Linked DNA regions of Oryctolagus cuniculus: region 1 is linked to region 2. Evidence: chromatin contacts called from public Micro-C data. All regions are on one chromosome and are shown on one strand. Each heading gives the region's core, a stretch centred on a gene start, on an enhancer-like site or on the middle of the called end of the contact. The rest is flanking DNA. Distances are from core to core; before and after follow the strand shown. Region 1 holds the start of ARRDC3 (arrestin domain containing 3). Region 2 overlaps ADGRV1 (adhesion G protein-coupled receptor V1).

What was found. A called contact is a pair of places that touch in the nucleus more often than the background predicts.
Region 1: a Micro-C map of ear pinna shows a contact between it and region 2, with 5 times the contacts expected there. The contact joins the promoter of ARRDC3 here to the enhancer-like site in region 2. A contact is called at or near these places in 3 of 6 Hi-C or Micro-C datasets (ear pinna, skin fibroblasts and an unstated tissue).

The regions. Positions count from the first base shown.
Region 1 is chr14:14,128,817-14,134,787 of mOryCun1.1, reverse strand. It overlaps ARRDC3 (arrestin domain containing 3), which reads left to right and starts at 3,902. Exons shown (of 8, transcript XM_002713914.5): 1 at 3,902-4,508. The coding sequence starts at 4,229.
Region 2 is chr14:13,799,616-13,805,944 of mOryCun1.1, reverse strand. All of the region lies in intron 86 of ADGRV1 (adhesion G protein-coupled receptor V1), which reads right to left. Among named protein-coding and RNA genes, the nearest start is that of ARRDC3, 330 kb to the left of the region's middle. Within about 2 kb of position 3,239, at least 1 of the 8 cell types and tissues checked has an H3K27ac peak or open chromatin away from gene starts, as enhancers often do. A contact at or near this core is called in ear pinna, where this site is marked.

The DNA of each region.
Region 1 (5,971 bases), core at 2,653-5,152, 330 kb before region 2:
GAAAAGCAGCAGCAGATGGCCCAAGTCCTTAGGCCACTCCCCCAATGTGGTACCTTGCAACATTCTCTCATTGCCACCTGTGTATGAAAAAACTCTTCCAAGTTTTCCTCTCCTTCTGGATTTGCAGAAAGACCCACTGGGAAGCGGTGGAGTCTGGCTTTTTATTTATTTGTTTGCTTTTTGGTTATACATCTAGACAGAAACATGTAAAAATATTAACAATGATAACTCTGGGTAGATATTCTTTTAATCAAGTTATAAAAAACAACAGGTTAAATTATACCCATACAACACAAATTATACTATTTCTTAAAGAGAGAGAACAGAAAATAAATTTGTTTCTGAACTTACCACAAAACCTGTAATTTATTTATATGTCCATTAAGGATGAAGAATGAAACAAAATAATATGTAATTCACTTTCAAATATATTTTTAAAATATTACTCATTTTGCTAATAATATATCAAATCTTTACTCCAGTCTCCATACCAAAGTCAAACCTGTTGCATTTTGACAATGTTAAAGAGTTGAGTCAGAGTTACAAAACCTTGAAATAGAGGATTAAGACTTACAAAAAATAAAATAAAACCTTAGTTACACAGCACTCAAACCTGTCAGGTGTTAATTAAGATAAATATTAAGCATGGATTTCATATTTTTCTGTGAGAAACAAATTCTAACTATAGGTATGGTTTTTCTGACCACCAAACATCTAAATTTTTGCTTGAGATGGGTTGCTTTAAAATGTTATTTGTTTGGAAGGCAGAAAGAGAAAGAGGAGATTGGTTCATCAACTAGTTCACTCCCCAAATACTGACAATAGACATGGATGGGCCAGGCCAAAGCCAGGAGCCCAGAACTCTATCTAGGTGTCCCACATTGAGCCATTAAAATGGTTTGCTTTTGTATATATAGTTGATATGTGAAAAACTACATACTTGGTAGTCAGTTTGAGATATCTCAATATTACATACCTTGATAATAATTACCATTTGTCAGTTTTTTTGGACAGAGTTCACACTTTTTTCAAAAAGATTCATTTACTTGAAGGGCAAGGTGACAGATATCTTTCATCTACTTCTCAAATGGCTGAAACACCAGGGCTAGGACAACTACTTAAGCCAGCATCCACTGCAAACTTCTGCACATCAAAGTACAACAGCCATTTGATTCAAAATTCAAGAAGTATATACACCATAAAAAGAGATGGCCTACCTTAGAAGCCATGAAAGAGGGGCTAGTTATTCTATCTACTCAGTTGTGCCAAGCGAGTCTGTGGAGGGGTGAGACGGGAAAGGAGATAAGACAGCAGTGGGAAGCTGTTCTGGGCACAGGAACCAGTGCGTAACTGCACATTGGCAACAGTGAGATGAGCTAACAAAGGGGACAGAAGATGCAGTTGACAGGAGCATAGAGAGTTAGCGGATGAGTAGGAGGAGATGGCAGATGAGACGTAGGCTGGGGTGGTAGGAAAGAGCCTTGGTGGTAAAGATGAATAGCTAAAATTTGGTGCAAAGCACAGTAGGAGCCCAGCGAAGCAAGCCGAACAGCCAGAGACAAGTTCCACTGGACAGCATTCCCAGGGGGCCTAATGTACAGACAGTTAGCCAGGGAGTCTGGCAAAGGGGAGGCTATGAAAGCCACGAGAGGAGAGGAAACAATCAAAATGTGGTCTAAGGGCTTTTTCTTTTTCTTTGAGAAATGAAAAAGATAAACAAAGATTTAGGGGTCTCTGTCTCTGGGATTTTCATTGTTGGAGAAAACAGGAGAGGAAAACAAAATGAAGCCAATAATTAAAAACACCTGAGGAACAGTCATGCCGCCAAGTCTACACGGAAGAAAGGTGATACAAAGTGTAAACGAGTGGGCTCCTGAGCAAAAATGGTGGCAGATAAGGATTTCCCAGCAATCTGTCAGTTACTATTTAGGAATAAAGAAAAACAGTAAAATAGATAATAATGGCAATGATTCAAAAGACCCTAAAAACTTTAAACACAAGGCATACAGTGAATCAATCACTTAATGTATTAAAACAACTTTCCAAAATGTGGATAAATATCCTAGGGCTTCTTTTTATATGCAATTCTAGTCTATTTACACAGCTAATTCTTATTTTTTTAATAATTCTTATTTCTTAAGAAACAATTAATTTTAATTAATCTTACTAAAATTCTAAAATATTCATTCTGACTAGCCTCCAGTAGCTATACATTTAGTGGTGAATTTATGTACTCTTTCCGTGTTGCACATTTAAATTTCTCTTGCTCAATGTCATTGTAATGCCTAATAAATACCATTAACCCTATGGTGAGGAAAAGCTGACATTCCAGCAAATTCACCATTTCTACCCGTAGGGGGCGGAAAAACATAAGTAGTATCTGTAATCTAAGCTAGTACAAGGACCCAGGTACTTTACCTAGATTTTCCACCAGGTGTCAACCAAGGGGGGAGGAAGGGGAGAATTTTCCAATACGGAAATACACAAATTCTTATTTTTAAACCTTAAAACTCATATAAACGGCATCACTCACCGTCCAAACCGTGTTCAGATTTACCCTTTCCAGATTATTGCTCCGGAGTCCTTAGACATTGCCTTGTCAACTAAAACCCAACCCAGTAAAATTTCACTTCCTCCAAAACAGCAAGGCCGAGTATCATTTATTGTGACTCCCGGGCTCCATCTACCCAAACATACTACGCAGAAGAATCTAAAACGTATGGACACAGCCGTAGCCAAAAACCTTCCCAAGAATTCCTGGTTACGTATATGTGGCTTCAGATTCCCATCTTTTTCTGTCTTTCTATAGCTCTCCTGACAGCAGCTCTGCGGAGGCCAGTAATCTACACGAGTTTGTGCTGTTACACTCTGCATCCCAGTGGGGCGTGACGCAGGCTCTGCTATTTCTTACCGAAACACTCACAATCAAAAAAGACAAATGTACCTATTAGGATGCACGGGAATGACTAGGCTGAACAGTCCAGCGGACAACCGCGGCTCCGCAGAATCCGCATCCTCACTGATGCTAAGAATTATGCTTTCCACACGCTGCATCTCGCTCCTTCAAACCATCGCTCGCGCTCCAGCAACTCCCCACCAAGGCTGTGCGCCGAGCCGCCACCGTGCCACCTGCCTTCTGCAAGGTGGCACTGTGGACGCGAGGGCTGCAGCCGCGCACCCTGCACCCTGACTCCGGCCACGGCTGGCGTCCCTAACAAGGACCTCGGCTTCCTCGGGGGAAGCGGGCCGCCTGCCCCCAACGTCGCCAGCGACTCGCTCGGGGTAGCCGGAGCCGGCACAGCCCCCCGAGGGGACGGGACCTACGCCTCTTCCTCGCTGCCTTAGGGCGTCCGCTCCGCAGGCCCCCTTTTGGCCTCCAGGGAGCTCACTTCCACCCCGTCTACAGCCATCTACGGACGCGCATAAAATCCACGCCGAGACTGCTCTCGTCTGTGACCACGATTCCTGGCCCGGTTTTCAGGACTTTTTTTTTTTTTCCTCCCGAAAGTCGTTAGCTCAGGCTCAGCCACCCAGCCGCTGGCCCGACCGGTTTCTCCCCCTTCCTCCTCCTCCCAGGCAGGCGGCGGGCGAATCCGCGCAGCGCCGCTAACGCGTGCGCCGGCCCGGCCGCCCCTCCACGCGGCCCGCGGTCCCTCAGCGCCCCGCCGGCGGTCGCTCTGTCAGAGGCCGCCCGGCCAGCGGCTCCGGGGAGCACGCCGGGGCTTTCCGGCAGCCCGCCCGCCAATGGGAGCCCACAATGCAGCGAAGTCCGGCCGGGCCTCCCGGCAGCGCCCGTGCCGGCTTCCCCGGCTCCACGCCTACTGTACCCGCGCGCGTGCCCGGCGAGGGCGCGAGCGCGGCGCGGCGCGGCGCGGCGGGGGCGCGCGCCCGGGGGGCCGGCGGCCGCGGCGGCGTGCGCGTGCGCACTGGGGTTGTTTTTCACAAAGCTGCTCTTAAAGTGAGCTGGCAGGCTCCGGCCGCCCGTCTTTGTAAGGAGACCACTGAGACGGGCGGGCGCGCGGAGCCGCCGCCGCAGCCTCTCTGCTGCCCTGACTTTTAAGAGCTCTCAATGAACTGTCTGTAAGGAGCTACTGATCCTGCCTGCAAGGGTTTGCATTTTTGCACGGCAGAAGCATCGATCAGTGTTGAGTGAAGATCCCATTTTATATGCGATCTTGACTTTTTTGGGGGTCTTACATTATATTTTTTATAGATTTTTGTTATCAACATGGTGCTGGGGAAGGTGAAGAATTTGACAATAAGCTTCGACTGTCTGAATGACAGCAATGTCCCCGTGTATTCCAGCGGGGATACTGTCTCAGGAAGGGTGAATTTAGAAGTTACTGGGGAAATCAGAGTAAAATCGCTTAAAATTCATGCAAGAGGACATGCGAAAGTACGCTGGACGGAGTCTAGAAACGCCGGCTCCAATACTGCCTACACGCAGAACTACACCGAAGAAGTAGAATACTTCAACCATAAAGACATCTTAATTGGGCACGAAAGAGGTAAGTTTTCCTACCATTCGGCAGTCTGCAGGCTGGCTTTCTCGGGTGGACGTGGTTCTCGCAGCGTAGCTCGGCCGTTTGCTGGAGGCTAGCAAAGTTGCGAGGTTTGGGTTCTCCTTGACGGGAGGCTGTAATGCGTGCCGGCATCTGCAAAGCGACTGCAAACTGCACCTCGTCTCCACCACCCCTGGACCCGGCTCGGGCTGTGCCATACGCACTTGCGGTCCATTTGCACCTCACTCGGAAATTCTGCTTGCCTCCGAGTCCATGATTTTACTGCTACGTTTTCAAATGAATTGATGAAAGCTGCGGTCCGGCATCAGATTTTTAAAATTTTTTCCTTTTTCTTTGCAACCTTAGCTCAAAACCTGAGCTTGAAGGAAGGAATGAAATAACATTTTAGGAGGGTTAGTAGATGTGTTTCCTTTTAATATTAACGTGCAAAGGACTTTATAAGGAATTGATCATTGTTCTTTGAGAGAGGGTTTCCCTGGCTTATTTTGACATATGGTATTACCAACACCCCACGTGTTTTTTTTTTTTTTTAACCTCTTCTTTCCAATGCTTTGGGAATTTTGCATCAAGCATTCCTTATTTTAAAAGACAGTATCTATCACCGTGGCCGGTGTTCAGTCAGGTTCAGAAGCCATTCAGGGCCAGCAGTTTCTTCTCCAAGCATCATGTCTAACTTTGGAACGTGCATTCAATGAAACCCTGCCAGTCCAATGGAATTGAAAAGTAGACCGCACACTGGACTTGATTTTTGGTTAGAAGGGGGAGATGGAGGGTTGTCAAAGGGAGAGGGGGTCCTGAGATTTCCCCTCTATTGTTTAGATGGCTACATTGTGGAAATATAGGAGACTCTAAGCTTGTTTTTCTAAGTTTCCACCCTTTGTTAGAAGCGGTTCAATCCTGTTTCGGACCAGTTCTGGGGGGTGGTGAGGAGGGGCGCTTGTGCAGCTCTCAGCAGATTGGTTACACGCGTCAGGTGGTGGCGATGACTTAATTCTAGCCCAAGAAGAATATAATGTTAAAACTGGTTATGTAATTTTGTGCTTCTCCTTTTTAATGCAGTATTTAGTGCAAATGCTGACTTTTTCAGAAAGAGGCTCGCTTTTATCTGCGTTTTTATATTCAAGATATACATCCCAGGGAAATGCTAATTGAATTAAGGGAAGGGAGAAATAAAGGAAGCGTTGAGTTACAGCATTATTGCATTTTTTTTTTAAATGCTCAGGTGAAATCAGTTCTTCGGCAGGGTTTCCACAGTTCACCTAGGTGGTTTTGCATCTTGAAGTAATTTCTAGTTCATCTTCCCAAGCGTTAACTCTGATAGGAAATGCAAAGCGCCTGATGACAGTTCTGCTGTGTGCTGCAAAGCGCACACGCGAGTTTGATTTCGAGCCTTTTATAAAATGAGAAGAAACAAAAGGTTTTTCTCTCAAGAGTTGAGCCTTGCAGTG
Region 2 (6,329 bases), core at 1,990-4,489:
ATACACTGATTCTATTTGCTTGCTTGCTTGCTTATTATTTGAGAGACAGACAGAGAACTCCTATCCACTGATTCATTCCCCCAATCCCCGCAGCATCTGGGACTGGGCTGGGCTAAAAGTAGGAGCTGGGAATGCAATTCATCTCTCCCACGTAATGTGGGCGGGAACGAATTACTTGAGGCTTCACCTGAGCGGGGTGATGCATCAGAAGGAAGTTGGGATCAGGGCCAGAGCCGGGACATGAAGCCAGGTCCCCTGATGGGCACGTGGGCATCCCAACCATTAGGCAAATCGCCTTGAGGACAGTATTTATGAAGCAGGGTCTGGGGCCCACTACGATCATCGCTGTTGCTGCCCTAAGCTCTCTCAGTAGCCAGAGCTACAGAATGTACACACGTATTCTCATTCCCCAGCCCTTCTCTCTCTGGATCTAAGACCCCAGCGGATGCGGAAAACCACAGATAGTGCTGAACCTTATGCACGCCATGTTTTATCCATTCGTACATACTGCACACCCATGATAAAGTCAGTAACTTGTACTTCTCACTAAAAATCACTTTGGGGCGTCTGAATCGCTGATGTACTACCCTGTGCTTTAAGCCTAGTATTAAGTAAAATAAGGGCGACTGGAACACAAGCCCTCCGGTTCCACAGCAGCTGATTTGATGACCCAAGTGACTATTTAAGGGACTGTAATAGGTAGGTAGCACAGACAGTGTGGATATGCTGGACAAAGGGATGATTCACATCCTGGGAATGGGCAGAGCCTGATGGCACAAGATGTCATCACCCCACTCAGAACGGTGTGCAATTTAAAACTTACGAACTGTTTGTTTCAGATCAAGGTTTGTCCAGAGATTATGGAAACCACAGGAAGTGACACTGGGATGAGTGGATCTGTATATAGTTGTTGTTGTTGTTGGTTTTTTTTTTTTTTTTTTTTTTTTTTTTTACAGGCAGAGTGGACAGTGAGAGAGAGAGAGAGACAGAGAGAAAGGTCTTCCTTTGCCGTTGGTTCACCCTCCAATGGCCGCTTCGGCTGGAGTGCCGCGCTGATCAGAAGCTAGGAGCCAGGTGCTTCTCCTGGTCTCCCATGCGGGTGCAGGGCCCAAGCACTTGGGCCATTCGCCACTGCACTCCTGGGCCACAGCAGAGAGCTGGCCTGGAAGAGGGGCAACTACGACAGAATCCGGCACCCCAACCGGGACTAGAACCTGGTGTGCCGGCACCACAGGCGGAGGATTAGCCTATTGAGCCGTGGCACCGGCTAGAACTCCATATAGTTTTGTGTTAATCTCTACATATCGTGAAATTCATTAGATCACATCAATACTTCCAATTCTGACCCAATTGTTAATCCTAGTCCCTCCCATCATCGATCCTTTCTATATTTGTAACTACTTCTCTACTGGTAAGAAATCTATTTCTTATGATTCTCAATATATTTGTGTTTATCTATTTGGTGGACTCCTGTGTGTGTGGCCCATCTCCCACTGCCGCCATCCCTTCCCTTGTACAGTGGCTCCATTCTCCATCCTAGGTCTGATGCTTCATGCTGGCTGCACCCATCCCCATACAGGGATGCCCTCACAGCTGGGTTCTGATACTCACGCTGGGATGCCTTCCTGTGCATGTATATCTTGGAACTGTTTGATAGAGGAAAAGAAAGAATAAGAAAGCAAAGAATGAGAAAGGAAAAGAGGAAGAGGAAGAAGGAATTTGAGCATTTTTTCAAGAAAAGAACTTCCAACGGAGATTGTCCTTATCTTGCTTAGATATATCTTTCATTGAAGCACAACTTTATCCGAGTTACTACAACTGCATGGAGAGAAAATAATAAGTAAAAGTTGATATTGATGAGCAATTATTTAATCATTAATGCCTTTCAGAAGAGGAGGGCATATATTAAGATTTAATTTTTATAAAAATTCATTTTTGTTCAATGAAATTATATAATCGGAAAGAAGGCCAGAAGGCTCATTTTTACCTCTGACAAGAATAGGGAACTGGCTAAGCTGTGCTCACAAAATTTTTCAAAGATTAGGTATCAAGTCTGGCAATTGCATTCTTTGCTTCCACTGTGTAAGCACAAAATTCTATTTATGGCTCAGTGCAAAGTACAAAAGGACATGCACATTTTGCATGAACTGGGCACCAAATTTTCAAAATTTGGCCTGCACACTCCCCTAAGTGCCTAGAGCAAAGCCAGCACTGTGTGCTGACAGAGCTCAGTGCAAAAGCCAACAAAGCATACCAGGGTTGGCTAGAAACACCCATGGCCCATGCTTTTCTGGATCTCTGCAGAAAAGTGTGGTAGCTTGGCACCCCAGACCAGAAACTCGGCAAGGAAGAAAGCCAGTTGTAAATAACTCATTGCGTTTAACAGTAGACTCCAGGCTGGCTTTCCAGCCATGTGACAATGACTAAGACATGATTTCAGATGGGAGAAACGTGTTCAGAGACAATTCTGGATTTTGTGGGCCTGAAGCTTATAAAACTTGGTGGGAGGGAGGCGCTTCTTTAAAAACAAAAAATCACAAAACCGTAATTAGGGACAGGATCCCAGAAGGGGTCCATGCAAGGTGCGTTGAAACTTCCACAGTACTAGCACTCTGGCTGATCTGTCTCTGGGGAGGCACCATTCACCTCCCGGGGGGCCCCAGCAAAAGGAGCAGTGGTGTTGGGAGGGAGAGAGGGTGATGAAAGTTGGGTGGGGGGCATGATGTTGCTAAAGAGCTACCATGAATTGCATTTGATAGATGGAAAATTACTGCTTCATTTAATGAAAATTATTTTAGTTTCACAATTTCTAAGCTGTCATTTTACATTTGGTGAGCTGCTCATAACTTCTCTGTTTTCTCTAAATGTTTACTCGAGAAGGCATTTAGCACACTGGGAACAATTTATAATGCGGATTAATTAGCTAACATAAAGCAGAATTATTTCAGTGTTCTTAATAAAAAAGGAGGCTTCTAAAACGCCTTATTTGATACAGGAATAAGGGTACCTCTATAAAAACCATGTTGTCCAGAACATATAAAGAACTCCTACAGCTCAACAACATCAATAAACCTAAATAACCCAACTCAAAAATGGGCAATGAGGAACAGATGTTTAGCCCAGCAGTTAAGACACCAGTTATGCACCCACATCCCATATCAGAGTCCCTGGATTCAATATCCAGCTCTGGCTCCCAGCTCCAGCTTCCTGTCAATGCAGACTCTGAGAGGCAGTGGTCAGGCTCAAGTAGTGGGTTCCTGCCACCCATGGGGGAGACCTGGACTGAGTTACTGGCTCCCAGTTTTGGCCCATACTGGTCCTTGCCATTGTAGGCATTTGGGGGATACTTGGGTACAAGTGCATGCTCAGTCTCTCCAAAATGCAAGATAAAAAATGGGCAAAGGACTTATGCAAATGGACAAGAGGCACATAGAAAGATGTTCACCATCACTAGCTGTCAGGGATACAAAAATCAAAATCACAATGAGATAACTACTTCATAACTATTAAGATGGCTATTATTTAAAAAAAATTAAAAAAACTCACAGAAGATTGTGAGCGTTGGTGTGGATGTGGAAAAATTAGCACCTTTGCACATTACTGATGAGGATGCAGAATGGAGTAGTCCCTGTGGTGAACAAATTGGCGGCACCTTGAACAGTTGAACCCAGAATTACCATTTGAGCCAAAATTCTTCCAGGTATACATCCATAAAACTGAAATCATGGGCCCAAACAGATATCTGTAACACTAATGTTCATAACAGCATCATTCTCATTGGCCAAAAGATGGAGACAACTGGTATGTCCACCAACAGACAAATGGAAGAGCAAAATATGGCATTCACATACAATGGAATATTACCTAGTGCCACAGTCAGAAAGTGTCTCCCCCAACTTCATATGGTGAGACCTGATCACCAGGGATCGCAGTTAGGGAGTCAGGCATTGGGAGGTGGTTAGGTCATGGAGGTAGAATCCTTGGGAATGGGATTGGTGGTGTCGTATAAGAGGCCCCCAAAAGATGCCTTGCTCCTCCTGCCACATGAGGATACAGGAGGAACTGGGGCCTTCACCACACACTGAACCTCTGGCACTGTGATGCTGGACTCTGCAGCTACCAGAATTGTGGGAAATTGTTCCTCTTGTTTGTAAGCCATCCAGCCTATGGCATTGTGATGGCAGCCAAAGCAGGGTAAGAGACTCCAGCTTAAGAAAGAATGGAGGGGCAGGCGTTGTGGTGTAGCAGGCAAAGCTGCCGCCTGCAACGCCAGCATCCCACATGGGTGCCAGTTTGACTTGTGGTTGCTCCACTTCCAATCTAGCTCTCTCCTAATTAGCCTGGGAAAGCAGCAGAGCATAGCCCAGGGGCGTGGGCCCTTACACCCATGTGGGAGTCCTGGAGAAAGCTCCTGGCTTCAGTCTGGCCCAGGCCTGGCCATTGCAGCCATTTGGAGAGTGAACCAGGAATGGAAGATTTTTCTCTGTCTCTCCTCCTCTGTAACTCTGCCTTTCAAATAAATCAAGTAAATATTTTTAAAAAAGAATGGAATTCTGAAATATATTACAACATGGGTTATGTTAAATAAAATAAGTCAGACACAAAAGGACAAATACGTAATTCCACTTAGATGAGTTATGTAGAGCAGGCAAATTTATAGTTAGGACTTATTTTTTAATTCCATCTGTCCACAAACTTTTTGAAGTACCCTTGTATATGTGTGTACATAAATGCACAAATACATTTACATGTGTGTGTTTATATGTGGTCATACCATGTAAAAGCTAAAAGGAAAATATTGAGTTACTATTTAATAGACAGAGATTCTGTTTGAGATATGAAAAAGTTCTCGAAACAGCAGTGGTGAGGGTTGCACAGCATGGTGAGTGTTCTTACTGATACTGAGCTGAACACTTAAAGTGTAAAATTTTATGTTACGTGTATGTTGCTATTTTACATAGATTTATGTCCTGTATATTAAGGAAAGAGAAAGAAGCGTATGCTACATCAGGCTTGTGTCAAGATGAAGTTAAACCACAGGGAGAGAAAAAGAATAAAAGTGGGAAGTATTTAACTTAAATACTTAAATTAACAAGGACTCATTCGTGTAGAAAACAACGTGGTTTGAAATGGTTTTAGTTATTTCAGAAATCACTTGTTCAAAGGAAAAAAGTAACAAATAGATGTGTCAGTATTAAGGAAATCTGCTCTTGGAGTTAGCAGATCCTATCCACAATATCCCACACCTCTTTATTTTTAAATGGGAAACATCATTTCAGTGAATTTAATTGCCATTTTTTAAAGACAGTGTGGAGCTGCATTATCTGTTTTCTTCATAATTGCAGCCTTCAAGCTATGCACCAGTGACAACAATAAAGGCTCACGGTGGAAATCACCCGCCCCTTACATGAGGCTGAAATGTACTCTGTGTTTACAAACTTCTTAAGTACTGGCTTTAATTTTGCCTCAGTGACCTTCTGAGTCTAACAATGTGGGATGTGCTACCTAAACAAGCTCTCATCAACCAAAACAAGGCACACAACTGTGAAATAACGTGGAGCTAAGATATTTATGGCTCTGTTTCCAATAATACAAATGCATTATTTTTAAGTTAGCAAACAAAAAGGGATCAGAGGCCTTATTTCTAAACTCTAAGCCTTCACTCTGAAATTAACATGTTAAAGCAAAGACGATTCAGAATTCTGATCCACTTCTTGGTGAGAAAATATTGTGTATCTGAGCTTTTGAAGCAAGTGTTAATACAGGCTTACCCACAAGTGTCCTCAGCATACAACTTTATAGTCAACAGGAAGACAAAAAGACACCATATTTCATACAGTTGCCAGGTCACCACTAGGGAACTGTGGTTGGAACAGGTAGCAAGAAAGCTATGGACTGAGTTTACAAATTATCTGAAGCGGCACCTTATACCTCATTTGGGTACTGTGCATCCTAAGCTTTGTCCATGCGTACTATCCGTGGTTCCAATCTTATTTCCTTTTTGCTTCAGTATCCCTCCCACAGACTCCCCAAAGAGCTCTTGAAAGCCCATTTAGGTAACTGGGAACTCACTCTAAGTCTAGTGGCTCCTGTCTCCAGACAGAGTTGCAAATCTTCACTGCAACAGGTTAGACATGTGTATCCCAACACTTGCCTATGTGCCAGGGTCGTCACTGTTTTAGACAGCCTTGCTAAACTTGTTATCTCTAGCCTCACCCTCTTTCCAGCACTTCTGAGCCAACAATTTCCAAACTTGCATCTCCATGCCTCTGAGCTCCTGGCTTGCAGATACTCAGAGAATCTCAACGGCAGTTCTTCCACAGCTGAGT